Regions from separate parts of the Mus musculus genome. Here region 2 is linked to region 1. A link is a contact called in public HiChIP or PLAC-seq data. All regions are on one chromosome and are shown on one strand. The core of a region is the stretch at or near the end of the contact, and the rest is flanking DNA. Distances in the headings are between cores, read along the strand shown.

The links. HiChIP or PLAC-seq counts read pairs in DNA pulled down with a chosen protein or histone mark.
Region 2: a contact with region 1 is called in an H3K27ac HiChIP or PLAC-seq map of epiblast stem cells. The contact joins the enhancer-like site here to the promoter of Usp9x in region 1. A contact is called at or near these places in 10 of 484 Hi-C or Micro-C datasets (CD4 T cells, the HL-1 cell line, the N1E-115 cell line and 3 more), 9 of 115 datasets of contacts at active chromatin or transcription factors (the SCID.adh cell line, effector CD8 T cells, embryonic stem cells and 3 more) and 4 of 9 other capture datasets (adipose tissue, embryonic stem cells, liver and 1 more).

Annotation. Positions count from the first base shown.
Region 1 is chrX:13,067,160-13,073,896 of GRCm38.p6, forward strand. It overlaps Usp9x (ubiquitin specific peptidase 9, X chromosome), which reads left to right and starts at 4,339. Exons shown (of 45, transcript NM_009481.2): 1 at 4,339-4,574.
Region 2 is chrX:13,204,147-13,210,883 of GRCm38.p6, forward strand. No RefSeq gene overlaps it. Among named protein-coding and RNA genes, the nearest start is that of 2010308F09Rik, 40 kb to the right of the region's middle. Within about 2 kb of position 3,970, at least 154 of the 459 cell types and tissues checked have an H3K27ac peak or open chromatin away from gene starts, as enhancers often do. A contact at or near this core is called in the HL-1 cell line, the N1E-115 cell line, the SCID.adh cell line and 6 more, where this site is marked.

The sequences.
Region 1 (6,737 bases), core at 3,089-5,588:
CTTCTTTGAAATTTGTCCTCAAGAAAGCCTACATTTCAGGATGTATGCTTGTAAGCAATGAATATACTTAGCAAATATTTTTTGGGTTGAGTTGGGGAGGGGATAGAATGCAATGGGAAATTTTATGAGGAAATGGAATATAATAAAGTTCTGTCCTGATGGTAAAGAACCAGGAAGTTAAAAAAAATCACAGTCTTCAATCTGAAAGGACAAGTGTTAGAAAAGAGAAACCAAGATAAAGGGAATGAGGAGAAGGGGCTTGAGTATAGTGAGTTTCCATTTCAGTTATCCTGTGGCATTGAACTTACTTCTTATCCTGTCTCATGAACTGAATGCAGGATGTCACAGAGGGCAATCCTGTAGCCATACCCATCCTGGGAGCCAAGTGTACACATCCTCCTGGGGAGTAGCTGGACAATTAAGACTTAAAACTAGACGTGCTGCTAAGAGTAGACTATGTAGATCCTCATAGAAAATTACCAATATTTGATTGGAATATTTTCCTCTTTGAATGGGGTTGGGAGAGCTCTGAGGATTGATTCCAGAGCCTCACTTGTGCTAGGCATTACAGAGGTGCATCCTTAGCCTTTCACCCTTAAAAATACATAGTAAAACATACCTAAAATTTACCATTGTAATTACCTTAACTGTGCTGTACTGTGGCATTAAGTACATTAACAGTATTGTACCATTTTTATCATCTCCATGGAAATCCCATGTCCCTAAAACCGAAGCTCCCATCCTCCTTATCCCTCCTGCTCCAGCAGCCTCTATCCTACTTTGTCTACTCTTGGTACAGCAGTGAAATCACATGGGAGCTTTTGTGTCCGTCCGGCTTATTTTACTCAGTATGTTTCCAAGGTACATGCATATTCTAGTGTCTGTCAGAGACTTATTCCTTTTTCATTATATGTATCTCCCACATTTTGTTTATCCATTCATCTACTCAGCATTTGGGTGGTTCCCACATTTGGCTATTGTGACTATGAACTTTGGTATACAAGCAATTGTTTGGGTCCCTGCTTTCAGTTCTTTGAGCTTTATCTAGAAGTAGAATTAGTAATGTTATGTTTGGGGTTTTTTTTTTCTCTTTTTTTGAAGATCTGCCTTATGGCTTTCAGTAGCAGCTCCACCAGCAATGTAGAATTTCAAATTTTCTGCATCTTGGCAATCATTATCTCCTTGCTAGATAGCTTGCTTTTTCTGCAATAGTATTTCTAATGACTATGAAGTGTTATCTCACATGGTTTTGATTTGCATTTCTCTAATGAATGGACATGTTAGGTATTTATTTTTTCATGTATTTACTGGCCATTCACATATTTGATGAGTGTGTGTTCAAATCCTTTGCCTATTTTCATTTTTAAATTTTAATTTTACCTTTTTGAGATAGAGTTTGACTGTATAACCCAGGCTGGACTTAAACAGAACATTGTCCTGCCTCTGACTCTGCCTCTCTGCCTCTCTGCCTCTCTGGCCTCGGCCTCTGCCTTTGCCTCTGCTGTGCTGGGATAACAGACAACTGTAACTGCCTTCTACCCATTTCCCTTTGCTTAGTTTTTACATTTTAAAAAGTGTGTGTGTGTGTGTGTGTGTGTGTGTGTGCGCGCGCGCGCGCACGTGTGCATGCATACATGCATTACAAGAGTTCAGAGGACAACTTGAAGGAGCCTATTTACTTCTTCCACCATGTGGGCTCCAAGGATCAAACTCAGGTTGTCAGGCTTCATAGCAAGCACCTTTACCTACTGAGCCATCTCACCAGCCTCTTTTGCTTTTTTGTTTTGTTTTATTTTTGGTTTTGCTGGTACTTTGGGCAGAGTTTTTCTGTGTAGTCCTGGATGTCCTAGAAGTCACCCTTTTGCTTACTTCTTTATTGAAGGGTTTTGTTTTGCTGTTTGTTGAGTTGAAGTTAATATTGTGGATGTTAATTCCTTATTAGATAAATGATTTACAGAGACTTTAAAAAACATTCTGTAGGTTGTCTAAAAAGAGTTAGATTGTTATTTTAAATTGACACATAGTAATCATATTTATAGGGTATAATGTGATAGCTTTTTTGTGAGAGGATGAATGGAGGTAGACAAATCTCTAGCCTTAGTCTTGTTAAAAATCATGTATTAGTTTTATTGTTTTTTTTTTTTATATTGGGTTACCTAAGGTTTTCCCTGAGTAAGATTATGTTATTTGTGAGGAAAGTTTTAATTGTTCCTTTCTTATCTGGGTATCTTTCATTTCTTCTCCTTCTCTGACTAGAACCTCAAGTATAATGCTGAATAGAATTGGCTACTGTGGACATTTCTGTTAAGGATGCACTTTAGATATGGCTAAAAGAGCTACATGTGCTTACCAGGCTTGTTGATCTTAAACTGATGATTTAACCGTTTTGTTTTCCTATCTAAAGTCAAGGCTAGAAATACCTATCCGTCTGTTTCAGAGGGTTCTGAGGATTAAATAAACCCACCATACCATGTACTTAGCAAATTAAGAGTGTTACATGGTTGGTAGGCTCTCTCTGGAGGCTCCATAAGCAAGGGAAAGCATGCACGGAAGTAATTATATAAATAAGATTGCATGTGGTAAGAGTTATAAGGACTATAAATAATGTGTTTAGGGTAAGCTATTAGTTTTGTGGTGAAAACAGTCTTGTGCTGTATAGAGAAATGGTTTCAAAAAATTACACCGGCAACATGCTGTCCCCTAAATTCTTTGGGATTCCATTTAATATTCCTTTATTAGAAATGACTGTGTTGGGCTGGAGAGATGGCTCAGCGGTTAAGAGCACTGATTGCTCTTCCAAAGCTCCTGAGTTCAATCCCCAGCAACCACACCGTGGCTCACAGCCATCTGTAATGGGTTCCAATTTCTTCTTCTGCTGTGTCTGAAGACAGGTACAGTGTACTCACATACATGAAATAAATAGAAAAAAATTTTTTAAAGAAATGACTGCTTATAGCATAAGTTCATCTATTCTATATGAAATGTAATTAACTTTATAGTATTTTATAATGATTTTTAAAGATTTGCTGCCAACAGGCATTTTTAAGTCAAAATGAAATATCGATCAGTAATTGTATTCATTTTCTCTTCATTTGTGAATTTTAGGTAAATTATAGAATCGTTTCAAACCTACAACGTTTGAGATTGCTCTGTTAAGTTCTTCCTCCGCAGCTTATAGTTCGGAGTCTCAATATGCAGAAAATAGTCCCTGACATAGCGGATGGGTTCATAAGTCCCTCCCAGGTTCTCACACTGAATGGTGTTGATGATATGGCAATAGAAGTTCATTTTGCTACATTTAGTATTACTGAGTAGCTAAGGTGTCTAGGACGGTGTATAATTTTTTGTCTTTACTGTTGTAAGGATTCCGGTGTCCAAAATGTTCTCAGTCCCAGTCACTATGCCTTTAAGACTGACGAAATGCTTTTAGGTACTGATGCTGCAGGATCGTGTGAATGAGCTGCTTAAAGCGCCTCCCTCAAAGTGGAGTGGGAAGCAGCTCCCCCCACCCCCCGCGACCCCGCTCTGGAGTTCAAGCCACACCTTCCCCCTATCGGCTGGGTGCAGGTGGCCAAACCCTCAGGACCTGGCACCACTGCTCTGTGGCTTGTCCTATCCTCGTGTCACGTGACATGGGTCAGCTGCGCAGTCGAGACCCTCAAGCAAGGCGGGTGCAAACGCCTAGCACCGGGACCCAGGAATCTAGTCTTTCCGTCACCCCCCCCCCCCACTCCCCAACCAATCCTCCGAACCATCCCGGAAAAGGGGGAGGCCGGTGACGTCACCATCCGGGCACTGGATGGTGGGGCCATGGTTCACAATGGAACAAAAACAAGCAGCCCTAGTCAAACTAGCGACGCGGCTGCAGCTTGCGTGCTTATTAACCCTTTCCTGTCCACATCCCTGCCATTCCCGACAGTCAGTCCCTTTGCCCAGGCCGCATGCCGGATCTCTCCCTTCCCCCCACTCCACCCTCCTCTTTGGAGTGGTCCGAGTCCTTCGTCAGCTCTCGGTTCGGTCCCCTACGGTTTGTAAGGGTCTCTGGCTCCCTCGCATGACCCCCTGCAGTGGCCGTCCGGAAGCGATGGTACGATCTTTCCCTAGCATTGTCTTCCCCTCCCCCACCCAGCTCGCAGTGTTCCAGGCGACGGGGCCTTGTCTGGGCCCCCTAGTGGCCCACAGCGCTCTTCCTTTCTTTCCCTCAACAGCCTGAGGTGGACAGGGAGAGGGGGCAGCTGGCCCAGAGGGGGGCTGGGCAAGGGGAGGGGCCGGGCCGGGCGCTGAGGGCGGGGCTTGGAGGGGGAGGGCCCTGATGGGGGCGGAGAAGCGCTGAGCCTTGGGCGGTGCTGAGACTAGTGGGAGTCTGCGCTGCCGCTGCTGTTGCTGCCGCCGTCGCCGCCGCCTCCGACACTGCCACCGCCACCGCCACCACCACCGGCCGTGCGGGTTTTCTTTCTTTTTCTTTCTGTCTTTTCTTTTCTTTCTTGATTTGTTGGGTTCGCCATATTGACGAGGCTGTGGTACCCAAGGCTGCGGAAGCTAGAGTCCGCCGGTGGCGGAGCCGCAAGCTCTCGGTAAACGGCCCATTGGGGCCCTCCTCCCTGTCCCAGCGAACCCCCTCCCTGCCTGCACCGGCTCCCAGGCCTCGCGGGAGTCGGCCGCCGCCGCCTCGCCCTCCAGGGAGGCGGCCGCCTTTACCGCCCCAGGGCTTGGGGTGGGTGACGGGAGTGAGGACAGGAGCGGTAGCTAAGCGAGCAGGCCTGGAGTGGGGGGACAGAGGCGGCGACTAGGGGAAGGTGAAACTGCCGCTGCAGGAGGAGGAGCAGGAGGAGGTGACGCAGGAGAAACGCACCGCCCGGAGCTTGTCTGAGCTCAGCGCCCGAGCCTGAGGGGAGAAGGGGGAAGAGGGCTGCGGCCGGCCGAGAGGGAGGCGGCGGCCGTGGTCACCGCTGCCCTAGGGCGGCCAGGGTGAGGGCCAGACCCCTGGTCGGTACGCGTCGCGCGTCGCGAGCCCGCCCGCCATCCGCAGCCTCTCATATTTTTGTCCCTCGCCAGCCCCCGGCTTGGGATGCTCCCAGGTTAGGCCCGGTCCCGGGATCGAGCTTTTGCATCTCGTCTCCCGCCTCCGCGTGGCCCGCTTCGTAGGAGACTCCCGGGTTGTGTTTGGTGAGTACCGAGCCCGGCGGCGCCCAGGGCCTCCGGCTGGCTGGAGGGCTGGGGAGGACGGCGCGAGGGGGTGTGTGTGCGTAAGCGGTCCTCCCTTGGGGGCCTGGCTGCCGGGGTTGGGGGTCGCCCCGAGCCCCGGCCGTCGCGGGCGCGCGCGAGCCTCCGTGGTGCGCGCGGCCGGCGTCCCGCGAGCGTGTGTCCGTGTCCGTGAGTGAGCGTGGCGCTGTGTGTGCGTGTGTGTTTTGGACTGGCAGGGAAAATGGCTGACGGCTCCGGCCCTCCCCCTTCCTCCCCCTTCCCTGCCTGACGGGAGTGGAGAGGAGGAGGAGGAGGAGAAGGAGGAGGATGGAGACTCCGGCGCGCCGTGCCGCCCCTCCACCCGCGCGGGAGGTCGGTCGGGAGCGCGCGGGGGCGCGGGCACGGCGCGGGCGGGGGCGGGGACGGTTGGTTCGCGCGCCCCTTAACCCGGCGGCGGACGCCCTCGGCCTGTTCCACTTGACACCGAACGCCATTACTGAGGTGGAGTGATTTGGAGCGGGAGCGCTAGGCCCCGGCGACGCCTGGCTATCAGGCCCGCGGACGAGTTGGCCTCCTCGCCGCCCTCCCGCGATAACCCGCAGTCGCTCAGCGGCCCAGTGCCCTGAGAAGGCCGAGCCGGTTATCGCTCCCCCACACCTCCCTCGCCCCCTCCGGCTGCTCACGGTGGGCCAAAGGCCCGGAAGGATGTTTTGATGCCGAAATCGCTTCCAAGCGACAGTAGACCGACCACCTTTGTATTTTTAGCTGTTCCTGAAGGAGGAGGAAAAAACGAAGACGAAGAAAGGAAATACTAGTATGTGCAAGTTTGTAACTGATAAAACCTTGAGATGCTGGTGATGTGAGGCTGCAGGCTTGATAAATGGCTTGTTTTTCATTCATTGTGAAATATTTAAGTTAAACAGGTGCGAAGCTGGGGGTTTTGTTTCTGTTTGGATTTCTTCAGAGACTGGAAGATAAGATTTTTAGATACGACGTGCTTAAATTATTTTGAAAGTTCTGTAGTTAACACCGTTAATTGAATTTTCACAGCCACAGTTTACAGGTGTGTGTAATTGCCACAGAGGGTCGTTGATTGTAAATGAAGGAATTGTGGGGTTTTGGTAATATTTTTGTTTCTGTTAGTAGGAGAGGCACTCGAAATAATTTTTTTTTAACCTTAAAACCCACCAGCCTTGCATCTCTCTTTTTTTGTATAATTTGACTTATGAAGAATTATTTTGGGTGTACTTACGTGGGAACTCTGTAGCCAGTAATAAAAGAGCTCATTCGCTTCATTTATTATAAGGATTGGTTAACCATGACTAGGTTTGACACTTGAGCTTAATTAAAAATAGATACTACAAACTCTTCTTTAGATCCTTCTAGTCTACTAAATCATCAGGCTGCCATTTTGGCTTCAGCAAAATGTCTTTCAATTCTTAGAAGATTTAGGTATTAAGTATACAGACATAGCAACATTTATTTTTGCAATGTTTAAACTTACTTGCTTTGTCATACTTGTGACTTTAACCCTTTATACTTTATTGTTCCAG
Region 2 (6,737 bases), core at 2,720-5,219, 140 kb after region 1:
TGAGCACCTGTGATGTGGGGAGAGTCACCTGCCCCCTCCCCTAGTCAAAGGTAGTCACAAAGGAAACTTGGTAAGCAGACGGGCAGTCCCTACCCGGTTGGCTTGGGGTGAGAGCACAGTGGGTATCTGAACTCAAGGTAGGACCAGGCCTGTAGCCAGGGCCAGGTGTAGGCTGCTCCATTTCCCACACCTTATCACAATCCTTGAGGATTTTATCTGGTCAAAATGATTAAAAAAAAAAAAAAAGCTGGGCGTGGTAGCACACGCCTTTAATCCCAGCACTTGGGAGGCAGAGGCAGGTGGATTTCTGAGTTCGAGGCCAGCCTCGTCTACAGAGTGAGTTCCAGGACAGCCAAGGCTACACAGAGAAACCCTGTCTCCAAAAAACAACAACAACAAACAAACAAACAAACAAAAAACAAAACAAAACAAAAAGACAGAAAAGGTGGTAAATTTGAAATGTTCTCTTTTAGGTCAAGTCAGGGGATCACCTGGTGTTGGCATCAGGAACTGGCTTTACAGTAGCTGGTATCATCCAACAATGACAATGACGTCACTCCTAGGTGACCAGGTAAGGACCTGCATGTCTGTTGCCATGGCACTCATCATATATTCCCAGAGTCCACTTGCCTGCCCTTACCTGTGCACAGTGGTGCCTGTAATTACATCAAGGTCCAAAGAAAAGACAGAGAGCCCCCTGACTGTCACTCTCTTTCGCTTTTCTTCTTTCTTTCTTTCTTTCTTTCTTTCTTTCTTTCTTTCTTTCTTTTTGTGAAAAAGAAAAAAATTTCTTTTTTGTCATCCCCCTTTGTTCTCCCACCCCCAATAAACCTCTCCCATGGAAATGTGCTGGCACTTACCAAGTGAGCTCTTGTCACAAAAAAATTAAATTAAAAAAACCAACAACAACAACAATCAACCAGGCTGGAAAGATGGCTCAGTGATTAAGAGCACTGAATGCTGTTCCAGAGGTCCCTGGTTCAATTCCCAGTCCGTACATGACAGCTCACGACTATAACTCCGAGATCTGACACTCACACAGACGTGCATGCAGGTAAAATACCAATGCATATAAAATAAAAATAAGTAAACTATTTTTTTTAAAAAAATTCAATCAAGATCTGACGCCCTCTTCTGGAGTGTCTGAAGACAGCTACAGTGTACTTACATATAATAAATAAATAAATCTTTTTTAAAAAATTCAATCAATGAAATCTCAAAGAGATAACTGATCACTAAAATTGATATCTTCCCAGGGCTGAAGACTATACAGCTCAGTGGTAGGGGGCTTTCGTAGGGGGTTCAAGAGCCTGAGTTCCACCCTAAGCAGTGGAAAGAGAGAAGGGAGGGGGGTGTCTCAAGAGATGCAGGGGACAGAAGGAGGGAGGGGGAGCTAGAGTGAGAAAACCGACTGGGTAGCACAGGCCTGTAGTCCGACCCATGAAGAATTAGGCCATGGCCAGTCTGGGCTCCATACTTCCAAGCTGGCTTGGGCAAATGAGATTCTGTTTCAAACAAAACAAAATAGATAAATAACAATAAAAAGGAATAAAAGCAGCTGTATTTCTTCTTGGACTACTATCCAGAGTTAGAGAGAGAAAGTGAAGGCCTGGCAGGCAGGGCTAGGGGTTTGGTTTCCAGGGCAAGTGAAGGCCAGGGTTGCCTTGGGATGCCCATGGGGTCTTCAGAAAAGTACCACCTGTGCTCCTTTGTGTCAGTACCAGAGGTCAGACCCCCTCTCCCTTTGCTATTTTCATTATGGATTCAGATACTTGAAGATTTCTTTTACAAAAGGGCAGCCTTTCAGACCTGCCCCCTGCCACCAGGCCTGCAGTGTCTCTGGGTAAGCAACTGGAAATTCGGTAACAAACATACCTGGGGGTGGATTAGTTTATGTATGCTCCTACAAGAAAACAGACCAACTTTATTGATTGTTGTGGCACAGACACACACACACACACACACACACACACACGGAGAGAGAGACACACACAGACAGAGAGACACAGAGAGAAGGAGAGATGAAAGAGAAAGAGAGAGTGGTGTGATACGTGTGTAATTTCAGAATTTGAGATGTGGAGGGAAGAGGACTGGAATGAGTTCAAGGCCATCTTGGGCTACTTGATTCCCTGTCTCCAAAACAAAACCAGACAACAACAATACAGAACAAAGAACAAAACTCAAAACCTAATAAATAAATAAATAAATAAATAAATAAATAAATAAATAAATAAATTAAAGAAAGAAAGAAAGAAAGAAAGAAAGAAAGAAAGAAAGAAAGAAATGACTCTAGCTGGGCTGTGGGAGACTGTTTGCTCCTGAAAGGTCTGGATTACACGTCCAGTGGCCTTGGAGAACCAGGCATTCCTGGAAGGAGGGCTGGGAATGGAATTAGGATGGGAGAGAAGTGGGAGGAGAGAAATAACAAACCAAGACAAAGTTTCTCTGACCATGGCTCAAATTGTAATTTTTCAGCTCTGCATTTCTATAGGCAAAACCACAAAACGGAGCCCCTTTGTTTCAGCTGGGTTTGAGTTGCAAAGGAAGCTCTCAGCAGCTCAGCGGGCGGGCAGTCTCTTTCCGCTTGGGCAGGACGCCTGGCTCCAGCGGTGGCGACTTGTTTAGCCAACTCAAGGCTGGGGGAAGGGCCCACATTCCTACCCTGTAAAAGAGAAAAACACAACCAAACAGCACCACAAACAACAGATTACAGGATTGCCACCCCAGGAGTCTTTGGGTTTGTTTGTTTGTTTTTAGATGACTTTTTTCTTTGGTAAGAATGTTTCATTTGTGTCTATGGCCTTGGAGTTAGAAGAGGACATGGGATCCCCTAAGACTAGAGTTACAGCCGGTTTTGAGTAGTTATGTGGGGGCTGGGAATGGAACCCGGGTTCTCTGGAAGAGCAGCCAGTGCTCTTAACAGGTCACCAAGCCATCTCTGGAACTGTCCTGTAACCACCTTTAAAATGCACATTTTGGTGAGGGGAGACTAGCATAACTCTAGATCTAGGGGTAACAATGACTGTGGCCTCTTAGGACATAGTACTTATGTGCCCACATACACAAATAAAAATAAAAACAGTAACAACAACAACAACAAAATAATCCAGCTCAGAGAGCTGGGGCTGTGTCTCAGTTGCAGAGTGCATGGCCGAAGAGTCCCCATTAGATCCCGTATCACCAGAGTAAGGGTTAACCAGCAGAATCCCTTGGCGGGTTGGGGTTACTAAAGTGTGTCCCAAAGATTACACCATCATACCATCATACAATAGATCTCCCGAAAGGAATTTATTTGGGTGGGAAGAGATGGGCTAGCCCAGACAACAAGAGACAGAGAGACAGGGTGAAAGAGTAGGCCGCGATGGGGGGGGGGGGCTGGCTTTTAAATGGTATGCCCGTGGCATTTGGCAGCTGGTGATCATAAAGCTGCTGGCCCTGAGGCGCTGAAGGCAGGCTGGGCCACAACCAGTACCGGCCACAGAAACCAGCTGTTGGCAGAAGTATCGGACCTGCAGTCTGGGATGGTGTGCCCACCCTGGGGCGTGGTCCCACCTGGTCACAAGTAAGATGCCTCCAGCCCTGACCCCACATCATCTACTCACGCAGCTCCCCTGTCCCAGCCAACAGCAACTTGTTCGCCCTGGGGTCTTACTTCTGTTAAGAGTCCCTACCAAAGGCCTGGGGCAAGGGTCTCTTCCTGATCTCCATAGGAGTCTCTGGTCTCACAATGTTTCTGTGTGGGTTCAGTGGTGACGAGGATTAGTTATGGATACACAGAGGCTGTGACACCTGCCAGCTCTGTGCTACTTCCTTTAAGGGCCTGGCCCCACAGCCACGTGGACCTTTGTCCATAGGGGTGGCGAGGAAGCCACACTGTTCCAGCAACCTGATCTTTAACAGAACAGCATCTGTCAGGACTCCGCGGCTCTCTGCCTGGCCAAGCCGGCACACTTTTTGTTGCCAAAGATGGGTGGTGTCACCGGAAGTCTAAGGGAGTGTGGTTCGGAAATCCCCTTGGAAAACCAGCTCTTGTGCCAGACCTCGCTTGACGTTAGGCTCTGCTGCCCTCTAGTGGCCGCAGGGTGGCATGAACCACGAGGGGTTGGAGACGTCTGCTCAATGGCTTGGGAAGTGGGGGAAGGGAACTGTGGCGGTTGCGCAGATCCAAGTGCTTTGTACCCACGACATCTTAGATTCTGCTGCGTCCCCCAACCCCCGATTTTTTTGCCCTTTGTTAATCAGAACTCAAAAAGCACCTAACCCTTTTACATATCCAGAGCACGAAGCCGGAACTAAGGCTCAAGCATCGGGCTCCTTGTTTGCTGGAATCCCCCAAAATGAACGTAACTGTCATACCATACATGTGTGTAAAATTGGAGAAAGGGGATGATATGAGCTTAATTGGTTAAGTGGTGGCTGGTGTATATCTGTAATCCTGCCACTACAGGGGCACAGACAGGGGATTCCCTGTGAGTTCTATGCCAGCCTGAACTATCCCAGTTTAAAAACAGAACTCTGCTATCTCCCCCACTATGACTCTCCCTTTGTCCCATTCCCACAGGCTAAGGGACTTCTGGATCCTGAGAACTCGAGTTGGCGATACAGTTGGAATGACTTTAATGGACCATTATATTTCCATATATAGGAATTACTGGCCATCTTAGGACAGGAATGCTTTCCAGGAATAATCTGCCTGCCCACCTGGTAACGCCACCCTGAGCCACAGCAGTTGGAAAGTAGGTGGTGGAAGAGAAACAGTGTTTCAAGTATTCAGAGCCAAAAGAGGGTCTGTGAAAAGTTATCCCAGCTATTAGTTATGAGACTGAGAGAGATGCCTCAGTGCTTTACAGTACTAATGGCTCCTCCAAAGGACATGGGTTCAATTCCTGGTCCCCATATGGTGGGCTCCCAATTATCTGTAACTCCAGTTCCAGGGGATCCACTGCCCTCTTCTGACCTCCTCAAGATCTGCATGCAGGTGGCACACAGACATGGAGGCAAATCACCCAGCCACAGTGAGACCTCATCTCAAAAGATTCAAAGAAAAGAGGGCTGTGGGAATGGTGTTGACATCAAGGATTTGAATAGAGAGCACCAGCCCAAATCATCATGGTCAAATTAATTAAAGCAAGCTTACCCCCTGCCCTACCCCCGCCTCCACTCACACAAGAGTTTTTCTCTGTAACAGTCCTGACTGTCTTTGAACTCACTCTGTAGACCAGGCTGGCCTCGAACTCAGAGAGCTGTCTGTCTCTGCCACCGGGGTGCTAGTATTAAAGGTGGGGGCCACCATAGTCCACTGCAAACCTGCAAGCTCTTTTTTTTTTTTTTTAATTCATGTGTATACATGGGTTGCCTCCTCTAAGGTGGAATTCAAGGAGTCAGCCTTGGATGTGAGGGAGATAATGTTTTTATAGCTTAGGGGTAGGGGCTTTCCAAATGGGGGATACGACAGGCAAACAGGCAGGGTTACAGAAGCAGAGCAGAGCATAAGAAATTGGTCTTGGGCTGGTGAGATGGCTCAGTGGGTAAGAGCACCCGACTGCTCTTCCAAAGGTCCAGAGTTCAAATCCCAGCAACCACATGGTGGCTCACAACCATCCATAACGAGATCTGACTCCCTCTTCTGGAATGTCTGAAGACAGCTACAGTGTAACTTACATATAATAAATAAATAAATAAATAAATAAATAAATAAATAAATAAATCTTAAAAAAAAAAAAAGAAATTGGTCTTAACAACTTTTGAAACAAGGACATGGTTGCAAGGTGGTCATAATAACCTTTTGAAACAAAAAAATAGGGTTGTCACATGGTCATAACTTTTTGGAACAAAGGCACAGTTGCTGTTTCCTGGAACAAGCAGTATAGAACCATTTGAAGGAAAGGTTACAAGTGGGGCATAGCCCAATCCTTGAGAAACAGTTTTAGCCATAAATACGATGGAGGCAGGATGGTTCATCAAGGGTGCAGCAGGCAAGAACACTACCTGCTCTTGCAGAGGATCCAGGTTTGATTCTCGGGGTCCATGTGGCACCTTTAACTCCAGTTTTAGGGAATCCAATGGTGTCAGCTACACACAAGGTGACATACATGCCCGCAAAACACTCATACGCATAAACATTAAACAAACAAAACTTAAACTATCAGAAAGGGTTGGGAAACATTCCCTCCTAGAGGCCTAGGAGACAGAGTTGAAATGCTGACGTCACATGCTGAATCCTGAACCATGTAAGGTTCTAAAAGGCTCTCTTTCTTCGGCTAGAAGCAGCCAACAATCACTGGGGGAGGAAACTGACCAGCTGCCAAAAGGAGATCTCTCAGACCTGTCCAATTGTCCATCTGTCCAGTTAAGCAGAGGACTTCAGGGTTCAGGATTTGTCACTGGTGTTTGGATGGGTTCTTATGGAATGCATCTGCTTTGTAGTCACCCCTGCTCCTGTAAGTAACCCCTTGCCATACACTTGTTAAAAACCCCAGTAAAACTATGATTTTCAGTAGTTCATCAAGCTGGACTTTGGTGCAATCAGTACATTGGTCTGTCACGGGTTCTCTGTCTAGGGTAAGTAGAGAGGTGTGTGTGCTTGCTCTTTACCTTGGAGAGGTCTTACACGGCAGAACTCAACAATGCAATAGATAAAATAGCAGCTGACTTTGTGATGAAATTCGTTCTCCCCCCACCCTGCTTGTAGTCCTGGCTGACCTTGAACTTGTGGCAAGCCTTCTGCCCCATCAGTG